3 separate regions of the Mus musculus genome follow, and regions 2 and 3 are each linked to region 1. The links are chromatin contacts, called in public Hi-C and promoter capture Hi-C maps. All regions are on one chromosome and are shown on one strand. Each heading gives the region's core, a stretch centred on a gene start, on an enhancer-like site or on the middle of the called end of the contact. The rest is flanking DNA. Distances are from core to core; before and after follow the strand shown.

Region 1 (3,289 bases), core at 291-2,790:
TTCATCCTGGCTACACATCAGAACCAAATAAAAATATCAATGCCTAATCTCACGCCCTCCACCTGATTCCAGTTATATTGAGCTGACTTTCAAGTCAAGTACTGGGTGTTTCTTCCTAACTTCCTAGATGATGTTACCTTTTTCCCCCGTATAAAAGATTTATTTATTATATATAAGTACACTGTAGCTGTTTCCAGATGCACCAGAAGAGGATGTCAGATTTCATTATGGATGGTTGTGAGTCTCCATGTGGTTGCTGGGACTTGAACCCAGGACCTTCTGATGAGCAGTCAGTGCTCTTAACTGCTGAGCCATCTCTGCAGCCCGATGGTGTTACCCTTGACCATCACATTTACCTCTGTCAACTCTGTTACTTCAAATTCTGGGTTACATCTTTAAATGAACTGTGTGTTGAGAGGCACATGAAATCAAATTATTTTCTTTCTATCTTTTTTAATGTGTATGGGTATTTTGCTTGCATATGTGTCTATGCACTACATATGTGTCTGGTGCCCACAGAGGCAAGAAGAGAGCACCAGATCCTCTCTAGGACTGGAGTTACAGATGGTTGTGAGCTTCCATGTGGGTGCTGGGAGCTGAACTTGGTTGTTTGGAAGAACAGTCAGTGCTCTTAACTGCTGATACAAATTTTCTCATGAATTTACTACTAGTTTTAAAAAAAAGTTCCTCTCCCTAAATGTTTAGTAAATCATAACCAGATAAAGCAAAGTGTCGATAAAATGAAAATTAAAGCACAGAGGGCAAGCAGACTTTCCCCTTTCACTTTTACTCTCCAGAGCATCATGAATGTCTTTCTTTCTCTCACATCTCTTCTGGCTGCTCTGCCCTAGTCCTTTTGTGGTTATAAGGTCTGGGGGTGGAGTGAGGGGTTTTGTTTGTTCTGTAATTCAGGCTGGCCTCAAAGTCACTGTGTGTGATGATCTCCAACACACCAGAGAGCCTCCTGCTCTGCCTCTAAAATGCTGAGATTACAGGCATGCATCATTATGCCAGGCTCTGCTTGTCTTCTTCAAGGGTAAAACAGACCTGATTGGAAATGACTTCAGACAGTTGCTCCCATTTTCTGCAATCAAAGATGAAGTTGGGTGGCAGACACAGAATAATTCAGTTATCCTCATGGAGTCAATTTAAGCTACCGATGAAGGAGTAACACTCACATGCACGGCTCACCTGCCATGGGAGGTGTCATCTTACCCAGTGCTCACAATGTTCCAAAACAGTAGGTTTTTAGAGGAGGAAATGGTGAGTGAGAAGGCACTGACTTGCCTGAGACCTACACAACATTCATTTCTTCTAATAAGAAATATCCCTCAGAATTTACCTCAGAATAGATAATTTCTCAGGCAAGACTCCGTCCTAAATTTTTAGATTATGGATCCCCATGCCTGGAGAGTCAGGGATCAGTTACAAACATCAGCTACAAGCACTTAAAGTTATATAGATTGTGTTTCAAAATACGCTCTGGTGAAGGAGCAAACTCTTAGTCATTCTGTGGCATATTGCACTTCCTGTAACGGCTACTGATAAACTTCCTCTGCTGCACAGAAGCCGTCTCAGTGCGCTGGAGACCACCGTTAATCCGCACTGAAACACCCCTTTGCTCTCTCAGCCAAATCACCAACATGTCCTGTTAGAACAAGAATTTACATTCTGCGAAAGAAGTTCACAGGTAAGCACACCTGGACACAGGCCCTCTGATTTCTGATTTCAGTTTTGCTTATTTATTTTAAAAACTAAAACAGTATTAGTGTTTCATACTTAGTTGAATTCAGCTCTCAACAGTTTAAAGATGTCTACAGAAAGTTTCTGTGGTCCTGCTGTGCAGAATTTTATAAATTTATACTCAGGGTTGATACTGTCTGAAAGATTTTTATCAAGATTTTAATATTATCAGCCCTTTGAAGTTTACTCAGTCAAAATATTTGTTAAATCACTTTAATAATTTTAAGTAAGGCAAGAGTTAAAAATAAAATTAAATTCTACAGGCTTTGACTAAATTTACAATCTCTAAAATATTGTTTAAAAAATTCTCAAGCTGGGGCAGAGCCTGCCCCACATGTATAAGGCCTGGGGTTTGGCCTGGCATTGTAAACAGAGAGGGGACAGAGTCTAAGTTACTTTCTACACAGACTGTCTATTCCTATAGATTTAGATTATCTCATCAGTATTTTCCCCACTATTTAGAAAGAAAAAAAAAAAAAAAGTCAGTGCTTTTACATGCAGCCCAGGCCGGCTTCTAACTCAGATCTTTCTGTCTCCAACACACAAGTTACTAGGATTAAAAGCATTCACTACCATTACTGGCATAAATTATTTTTGTCTAACACTTTAGTTTATAAACCATCAATGGTCACCTTCGTTTTAACTTAAAGAGAAATTAAATTAGATGTCATTTTTGTATAAAATAAATTTTATATTTAAGTAATAATTATGACATATATTATGTCATTTTAAAAGTTCCATAAGGCCGGACATGGTGGCGCATGCCTTTAATCCCAGCACTCAGGAGGCAGAGGCAGGTGGATTTCTGAGTTCGAGGCCAGCCTGGTCTACAAAGTGAGTTCCAGGACAGTCAGAGCTATACAGAAAAACCCTGTCTCGAAAAAACCAAAAAAAAAAAAAAAAAATAAGGTAAAAGTTCCATAAGGAAAAAATATTATGATAAAGTGGGTATGTGCATATTCACATGTGTGCTTATGCCACATACTCTGAGCTGACCTGTTAGTGAAGAATATGAACAGAAAGAAACATTCACAGAAAGAACGTTTTGTAAAAACTTGTTGGTATATACAAAAGATACTTGCCTTGTGACTAAATGGAACAATTACATAAAATAAATAAAAATGCACTGAGCTTCCAAAGACCTGCAATCCCAAAGAAAAATAATTTGGAAGTGGGTTAGGTCCTATTTTAACACTTTATCAACATAACTTTTCTTTATAGCATCCTGGTTTAATTAATTAATTAAAGTCCTGGAACTCTGTAATCAGGCTGGCCTTGAACTCACAGAGAGATCTGCCTGGCTCTGCCTAGGCCTCTGCCTCTCTGCCTCTCCTCTGCCTTTCTTGTTCATAATTCTACAAAGGCTCCAGCATGTAGCAGAAGTCCAAGGCTCAGGGCAGCATGGTTTCATACTGTGCCACCACTAGGGCTGTGACAGCTTGTCAAGTTAACCAAGTTCTCTCTCTCTCTCTTTCTTTTTTTTTTAAAACTTGGAAGATGAAAATACAACCACCTAGGTCATGCAAATAAATCTTATTACTCAGGA
Region 2 (3,289 bases), core at 515-3,014, 1.3 Mb after region 1:
TTTTTTCTTTTTTTGTTTTTTTCAAGACAGGGTTTCTCTGTATAGCCCTGGCTGTCCTGGAACTCACTCTGCAGTCTAGGCTGGCCTCGAATTCAGAAATCTGCCTGCCTCTGTTAAAAATCCTTTATAATAAGTTTGTGTACGGGTATGTGCACATAAGTACAGGTGTCCACAGAGATATGACTTCTGGGAATCCAACCAGGTCCTCTGAAAGAGAACTACATGATCTTTTTTTTTTTTTTTAAAGATTTATTTATTATTTTATGTAAGTACACTGTAGCTGTCTTCAGACACACCAGAAGAGGGAGTCAGATCTTGTTACGGATTGTTGTGAGCCACCATGTGGTTGCTGAGATTTGAACTCTGGACCTTCCGAAGAGCAGTCGGGTGCTCTTACCCACTGAGCCATCTCACCAGCCCGAACTACATGATCTTAAGTGTTGACCGTCCTTCTAGTCCTTCTAATCCCTTAAACTGTATTCTTCCCAGTTGGTACTGTTATAGGCTTCTGACACTGCAAACTTCTTCCCTAAGACTAGAAATTGCTCACGAACTGAAATTTTAAGGACCTTAACACAGCTACCAGATGCTATAACCACCCACTGTTTTAGACCTAGGGGAATAAACATTTTTCTTTTAAAAACTACAACTCAAGCCGGACGTGGTGGCGCACGCCTTTAATCCCAGCACTCGGGAGGCAGAGGCAGGCGGATTTCTGAGTTCGAGGCCAGCCTGGTCTACAAAATGAGCTCCAGGACAGTCAGAGCTATAAAGGGAAACCCTGTCTCAAAAAACAAACAAAAAACAAACAAACAAACCAACAAAAAAAACCTACAACTCAGGCCACGTAGTGTTGGCACAGGCCTTTTAATCCAAGCACTCAGCAGTCAGAAGTATGTAGATCTTGGTGAGTTCAAAGCCAGCCTCCTCTACAGAGTGAGTTCCAGGACAGCCAGAACTAGAGAAAGAGAAACCCTCTCTCGAAAAGAACAACTCAAAACGAAACAAAACAGAACAGAACAAAACCAAACCAAAACCTAGGGACCCTAGGGTAAGAACACTGGCTGATCTTCTGAAGGTCATTAGTTTAAATCCCAGCAATCACATGATAGCTCACCGGTAATGAGACCTGGCACCTTCTTCTGGAACAAATGAAGACAGCTACAGTGTACTTAAGTATAATAATAAATAAAATAAATCTTTGGACCAGAGAGCAAACGGGGCCGACTGGAGTGAGCAGAGTTCCCAAAAATTCAATTCATGCTGGGCAGTGGTGGCGCACGCCTTTAACCCCAGCACTCCGCAGGCAGAGGCAGAGGCAGGCAGATTTGAGTTTGAGGTCAGCCTGGTTTACAGAGTGAGTTCCAAGACAGCCAATCTACACAGAAAAACCTTGTCTCGAAAAACAAGAAAACAAACAACAAAAAAATTAATTCCTGACAATCACATGAAGACTCAACCATCTGTACAGCTACAGTGTACTCATATACATAAAGTAAATAAATCTTTAGAAAAAAACAAAAACAAAAAGCCAAAACCTACAATTCCCCCAGAGAAACCCTGTGTCGGAAAACCAAACTAAACCAAACCAAAAAACGCCACATTTCCCAAGAAGCCCTTTCAAAGGGAAAGGTGGCGCATGCTTGGTCTCCCACTCTAGGGAATTAAATGGAACTACAATTCCCAAGAAGCCTCATATTACAGTTCATCCAATCAGTGCTATATATAAGCTATCGCGAGACTTTTATGAGCCTCCATTCTATAAGCTCATGGGAATTGGGCTGGGCCATCCTTTTCAGCCAAGATGGCGCCGAAAGCGAAGAAGGAAGGTATGTTGCGGTATGGGAATCTGTCAGGTCGGTCTTGGATACCCGCAGAGCGAACTCGCGGGGAAGAAGAATGCCCGGCTAAGCCATGGGGGGCTTGTTCTGTGGCTACTGTCGCGACTAGGCCCCGCTGCGGGGTATGAGGACCGCGTGGGCCAAGCCGCATGGGCTGGTTCCAGTGCAGGGGATTGGCAAAGCCACCGGGCCGGCAGCGGCCGCCACTGATGGCCAAGCATTTGACTTTGGGAAGCTCCTTAACATCCACAGGGTGGCGCTCCGGGTCTCCAGACCTATAAGGGATTAAAAGTAGTCCTTATTCGCCCTTTCCCCACGTTAAATGGGGTTATACGCACCCACGTGATGGTACAACGGGTTAATTATCTTTGCCTGTGGTATCGTGCATATGATGGAAAAAATCTGAAGTCTCCTGAGACCTGTGATGTCTTCAAAGGAACCACTGATGCACATGCTGGCAGGACGGCCGGAAGGGGTCACTTTACGAATGCCACACTTAATTTTAATTGTCCTCTCCCAGCTCCTGCCCCTCCCAAAGCCGAAGCCAAAGCGAAGGCCTTGAAAGCTAAGAAGGCGGTGCTGAAAGGCGTCCACAGCCACAAAAAGAAGAAGATCCGAACGTCACCCACCTTCCGGCGGCCCAAGACCCTGCGGCTCCGGAGGCAGCCAAAATATCCTCGGAAGAGTGCGCCCAGGAGAAACAAGTCAGTAGGGACCCTGGACCCAGTAGCATGTAGTAGGGCATTAGGAGTTCTTAACGTAGCTTCCCTTATAAAACACAATTGTTGAAGGAGCTGGTGCGGTGGAAGTGTGAGGTTATTTAGTCAGTGTTTGAAAGTTGACTTCAAAGAGATGTTGCTTATCTTGGTTCCAAGTGATAGGGGACTTGTTGGAACACAGGAGAGTGTTGATTAAGATGTCCAATTGGGGAGTGATGGCCTTCGAATAGTGTTATGAAACACACTTTTTTTTTTAAGATTTATTTGTTTTTTTATTTACATGAGTACACTGCAGCAGTCTTCAGATACACTCACTAGAAGGGGGCATCGGATCCCACTACAGACATTTGTGAGCCACCGTGTGGTTGCTGGGAATTGAACTCAGGACCTCTGGAAGAACAGTCAGTGTTCTCAACAGATGAGCCATCTCTCCAGCCTGAAAGACACTTAATTGATCAAATTCTGACGCTACTCAAAGGAAGTTTGAGAGAATGCTTACTGAAAAGTGTTTTGTCTATGGGGGAAGTACTCACCAGACACAATTCATTGCCTATTTGTACCTAGAATTTTTGAGTCATTACTTGGCAGTTGCATAAGTAAAAACTTGGCTTTTCAGAATCTTAAGAAAAAGTTGTTTCCTGATAGCTCAAGGCCAATTTTAGAGTTGCATTGTTTTCACCATGCTTGGTGGTTATTCTGTAATGCTGGGTGGTGGAGGCTAGAGAATCT
Region 3 (3,289 bases), core at 247-2,746, 1.2 Mb after region 1:
AGCAAGACCCAGGACAGCCAGGGCTACCCAAAGAAACCCTGTCTCAAAAAGCCAGAAACACCCAACCTCAAAAATCACATTGCCCAAGCCCTTCTGCACCTTTTTCTACTCCCCGGCAGGTGAGAATGGAGTTCAGGCTCTCCCGTGACTCCACCACGAGACCAAACCTCCTGCCTTACAGTATTTTGCTAGTTTCTTTCTTTCTGATGTTAACTATAAACATCTTTAAAATATTACCAATTTATTATTCACCCTCAAGTTCTTGGTACCTAACAAAGTGCCTAACAATACAGTGTGTGATGTTAAAATGACAAAGGTCTGAATACACATCCGATGTAACTTCAAACTCCCGTTTTCTTTCAGCTACAACCTGCTTTCCCTATGCACTGATGGGTATCAATTGCTAAGGATAAGGTGGCATAATTTACCGTATGACATAAATCACTGTCATAAGGACAGGCACTGTACTTTAGACTAACACAAACCCCCAAGTGAACATTCCAAAGGAGATCTCTTTTCTTAGGATTTGGGGGAAGCAGGCGGATGGCTCTTGATACCAAGCCTGATGACCTGAGTTGGATCCCCAAGACCAGGACCCATATGGTGGGAGGAGAAATGACTTTCGCAAGTGATCCTCTGACCTCCACAAGATGCTCCACAGCACAGACATCCACACAAACATACATGTGCGCGCGCACACTAAGTAAATGTAATAAAACATTTTAAAGTAAGTTATGAGTCGCCCTCGCCCCTCCTATGCATTCCAACTCTGGGTTTTGGGCCTGGCTCAGATGGAAAAAGCAGCCCTGACACCTCTTCATGGGAACTCACATTTCAGAGGGATCTCTCGCTCATGCACAACGGTGAAAGGTAGCTTCTCTTGGTCGTCCAGGGGCACAGAGTCCCGAGTAAACACAACTGTGACTGGCACCATGAGCCGGAGCTGCGCGAGGGATGAGGGGCATCGGGGTCTTTAGCAATGTCTGCACCTTACAGCTGGGCTGCCCCCCGGTCCCCCAGCCCCGGTTCTCCCCACCCAGTCTCACCAGCAGAGCATTCAGCCCACTGATGTCTGAGTAAGGCAATGGGGCCCGGTAAGTCTCCGTCGTCTTCCACCAGAGCGGCAGTCCCAGAAGGATGGCCACCGCGGCGAAGAAAAGCGCGGAACGCTTGCCCCGGACCACCTCTGAGGGCACAGAGGGCCGACTAAGACGCGGGAACTAGGGTGCGATGCCCGCCACACCGGGATCGTGGAGGAGTGCGGGCGGCCGGGAACCCCGAGCAAGCCGCTCCCGCGTGGCGGACCCCCAACCCCAGGCTGGAGGGAGCTGTCAGGCTTCTCGCGCCCCACCCACACATTCTGCCCGCGAGACCTCCCCACTGCGCCCTCCACCTGAAATCCACCGCACCTAGGTCCGTGGCCGCAGCTCCTGCGGCCGCCATGGTCCCTTCCGGCTGCCCAGGTCGCCGATGGGGCGGGGCCTCATGAGCTTTCTCCAATCGGAAACTCCAGAATGAGGGGGCGGGACCACGGTGCGCGACCGCTGCCAATCACGAGCAACACTGCTGACGCACGCCAGTGCGCAGGCGGAGCCCGTGAGAGGGTACGCGCTCGGCTACACTTTCAATCTGACCCTGGCTTTTCATTGAGTGCACCTGGTACTGTTTAGCTCTACAACGCCAGTTTAGAGAAGGCGATAATCTCCATGTAGCCCAGGCTGGCCTCGGACTCTGGGCCCTCTCCAATGCAGGGGATTACATGCACCACCACGTTCAGCGGAAGGGGAATATTTACTTAAATGAAGTCGAGCTTATCAAGAACCTGACTCCCGAAAAGTTTTCTAATGTCATTTCTTTTTTTTTTTTTTCTTCTTTTAAAGATTTATTTATTTATTATATGTGAGTACACTGTAGCTGTCTTCAGACGTACCAGAAGAGGGCATCAGATCTCTGTTACAGGTGGTTGTGAGCCACCATGTGGTTGCTGGGATTTGAACTTCGGACCTTTGGAAGAGCAGTCGGGTGCTCTTACCCCCTGCGCCATCTCACCAGCCCCTAATGTCATTTCTAACATAGGTCTTTTCTTCAGAGCACCAGCTCTTCAAAGCTTAAAGATAAAACTGACAAAACGGTAACTTTTTAGCATGGTTGGCTACTATGTGATTAATTTTATTTTAGTTAATGTTGAGACAGATCTCCCTATACGATCCAGAGGGTTAAAGTGATCCTGTCCCTAATGTCTGATACCTCAGCCTCCCAACTAGCCGAGACTATAGACTAGGATTTAAAAATCGATTCCAATTCGAGCGATTGAGGATGCTTCATTGAAAAATTCCTGAGCACAGCCTCTATATAGTAATGCCTGCTGTTCGAATCCTAAATAGCCTCTCAGCCTCTCTTTGAAGCCTGTTTCCTCCTATGAAAAGTACAATGGTACCTACTTTACAGAGCTGTGTTAATGCATATAATAATGGTTAGAAGAACAGTGCCTGGCAGAAGCATATGGAAATTGCTGAGTTAGCTGCTTTGATTATAAGGTCAGGCCACACAGAGCAGAACATCAATGACTTTTCCAGTGCACATCTGTCTAGTGTCACCCTACCTCACACTCTAGCCCAGGGGTAATCATTCACCACAAAGCCCTATCAGTTCTAACAAGTCCAGAACCCTCCGATGAATCCCTTCTCTACATGGAAGTGGGTCATAGCCCTTGGCAAGCTTCTAGACACTCAGCTCTGTAGCCCCGAGGCTTGGAAGGTTTCCTTATTGGAAAAGACCTAAGTGCACATTCTTCAGAGATGGAGGAGAACTGGCCCACTCTGATCCCTGCTTGTCCCCTTTGAGCCTTGCACAAAATGGAGTTTCTCATCCTGCTGGATCCTTTAATGTGTCAGTCCCTGGAAGACCTGTACCCTCCTCTCCACCCCCAGGCCCTCTAACAACAACTCCAGCTTTGGAAATCAGCAGGTAGGAGCCTGAGCTAGGGATGGTGAGCCAGGTGAACCCTTCCTCCACAAAACTTGAAGCTCAGGAAAACTCAGATCTCACCTCACCACCACCACCACAATCAGAGGGGCTCTGAGATAGGATCAGCAAGAGGTCGCACACATGGAGGTAGACTTTGGTATGTGCAACAGACAGACAGACAGAGCGGTGTGCTGTGTTTTGCTCTCATTTATTTGCTATGTACTCAGAGCATAAGGAGCACGAGTCAGGGCTGGAGTTCACGTCCCCCTGATCCCAAGAGAGAAAATTAGCAAGCAGAGCCCAAGGACAAACTATACCATCA

What was found. Promoter capture Hi-C pulls out the DNA fragments that hold promoters and counts their contacts. A called contact is a pair of places that touch in the nucleus more often than the background predicts.
Region 2: a contact with region 1 is called in a promoter capture Hi-C map of liver, with 3 times the contacts expected there. The contact joins the promoter of Rpl23a here to the promoter of Evi2b in region 1. A contact is called at or near these places in 3 of 39 promoter capture datasets (the C10 cell line, liver and pre-B cells) and 1 of 484 Hi-C or Micro-C datasets (B cells).
Region 3: a contact with region 1 is called in a Hi-C map of B cells, with 7 read pairs. The contact joins the promoter of Pigs here to the promoter of Evi2b in region 1. A contact is called at or near these places in 1 of 39 promoter capture datasets (liver), 1 of 484 Hi-C or Micro-C datasets (B cells) and 2 of 9 other capture datasets (adipose tissue and liver).

What each region holds. Positions count from the first base shown.
Region 1 is chr11:79,522,013-79,525,301 of GRCm38.p6, reverse strand. It overlaps Evi2b (ecotropic viral integration site 2b), which reads left to right and starts at 1,540. Exons shown (of 2, transcript NM_001077496.1): 1 at 1,540-1,690. The region is part of intron 36 of Nf1 (neurofibromin 1); the gene reads right to left. It overlaps Evi2 (ecotropic viral integration site 2), which reads left to right. Exons shown (of 4, transcript NM_146023.4): 3 at 1,567-1,690.
Region 2 is chr11:78,182,059-78,185,347 of GRCm38.p6, reverse strand. Rpl23a (ribosomal protein L23A) reads left to right here and starts at 1,764. Exons shown (of 5, transcript NM_207523.2): 1 at 1,764-1,829; 2 at 2,362-2,545. The coding sequence starts at 1,805. Snord42b (small nucleolar RNA, C/D box 42B) reads left to right here and starts at 2,235; the gene lies at 2,235-2,289.
Region 3 is chr11:78,326,629-78,329,917 of GRCm38.p6, reverse strand. It overlaps Pigs (phosphatidylinositol glycan anchor biosynthesis, class S), which reads right to left and starts at 1,496. Exons shown (of 12, transcript NM_201406.1): 1 at 1,410-1,496; 2 at 1,047-1,186; 3 at 832-943. The coding sequence starts at 1,443. Aldoc (aldolase C, fructose-bisphosphate) reads right to left here. Exons shown (of 9, transcript NM_001303423.1): 9 at 2,137-3,289.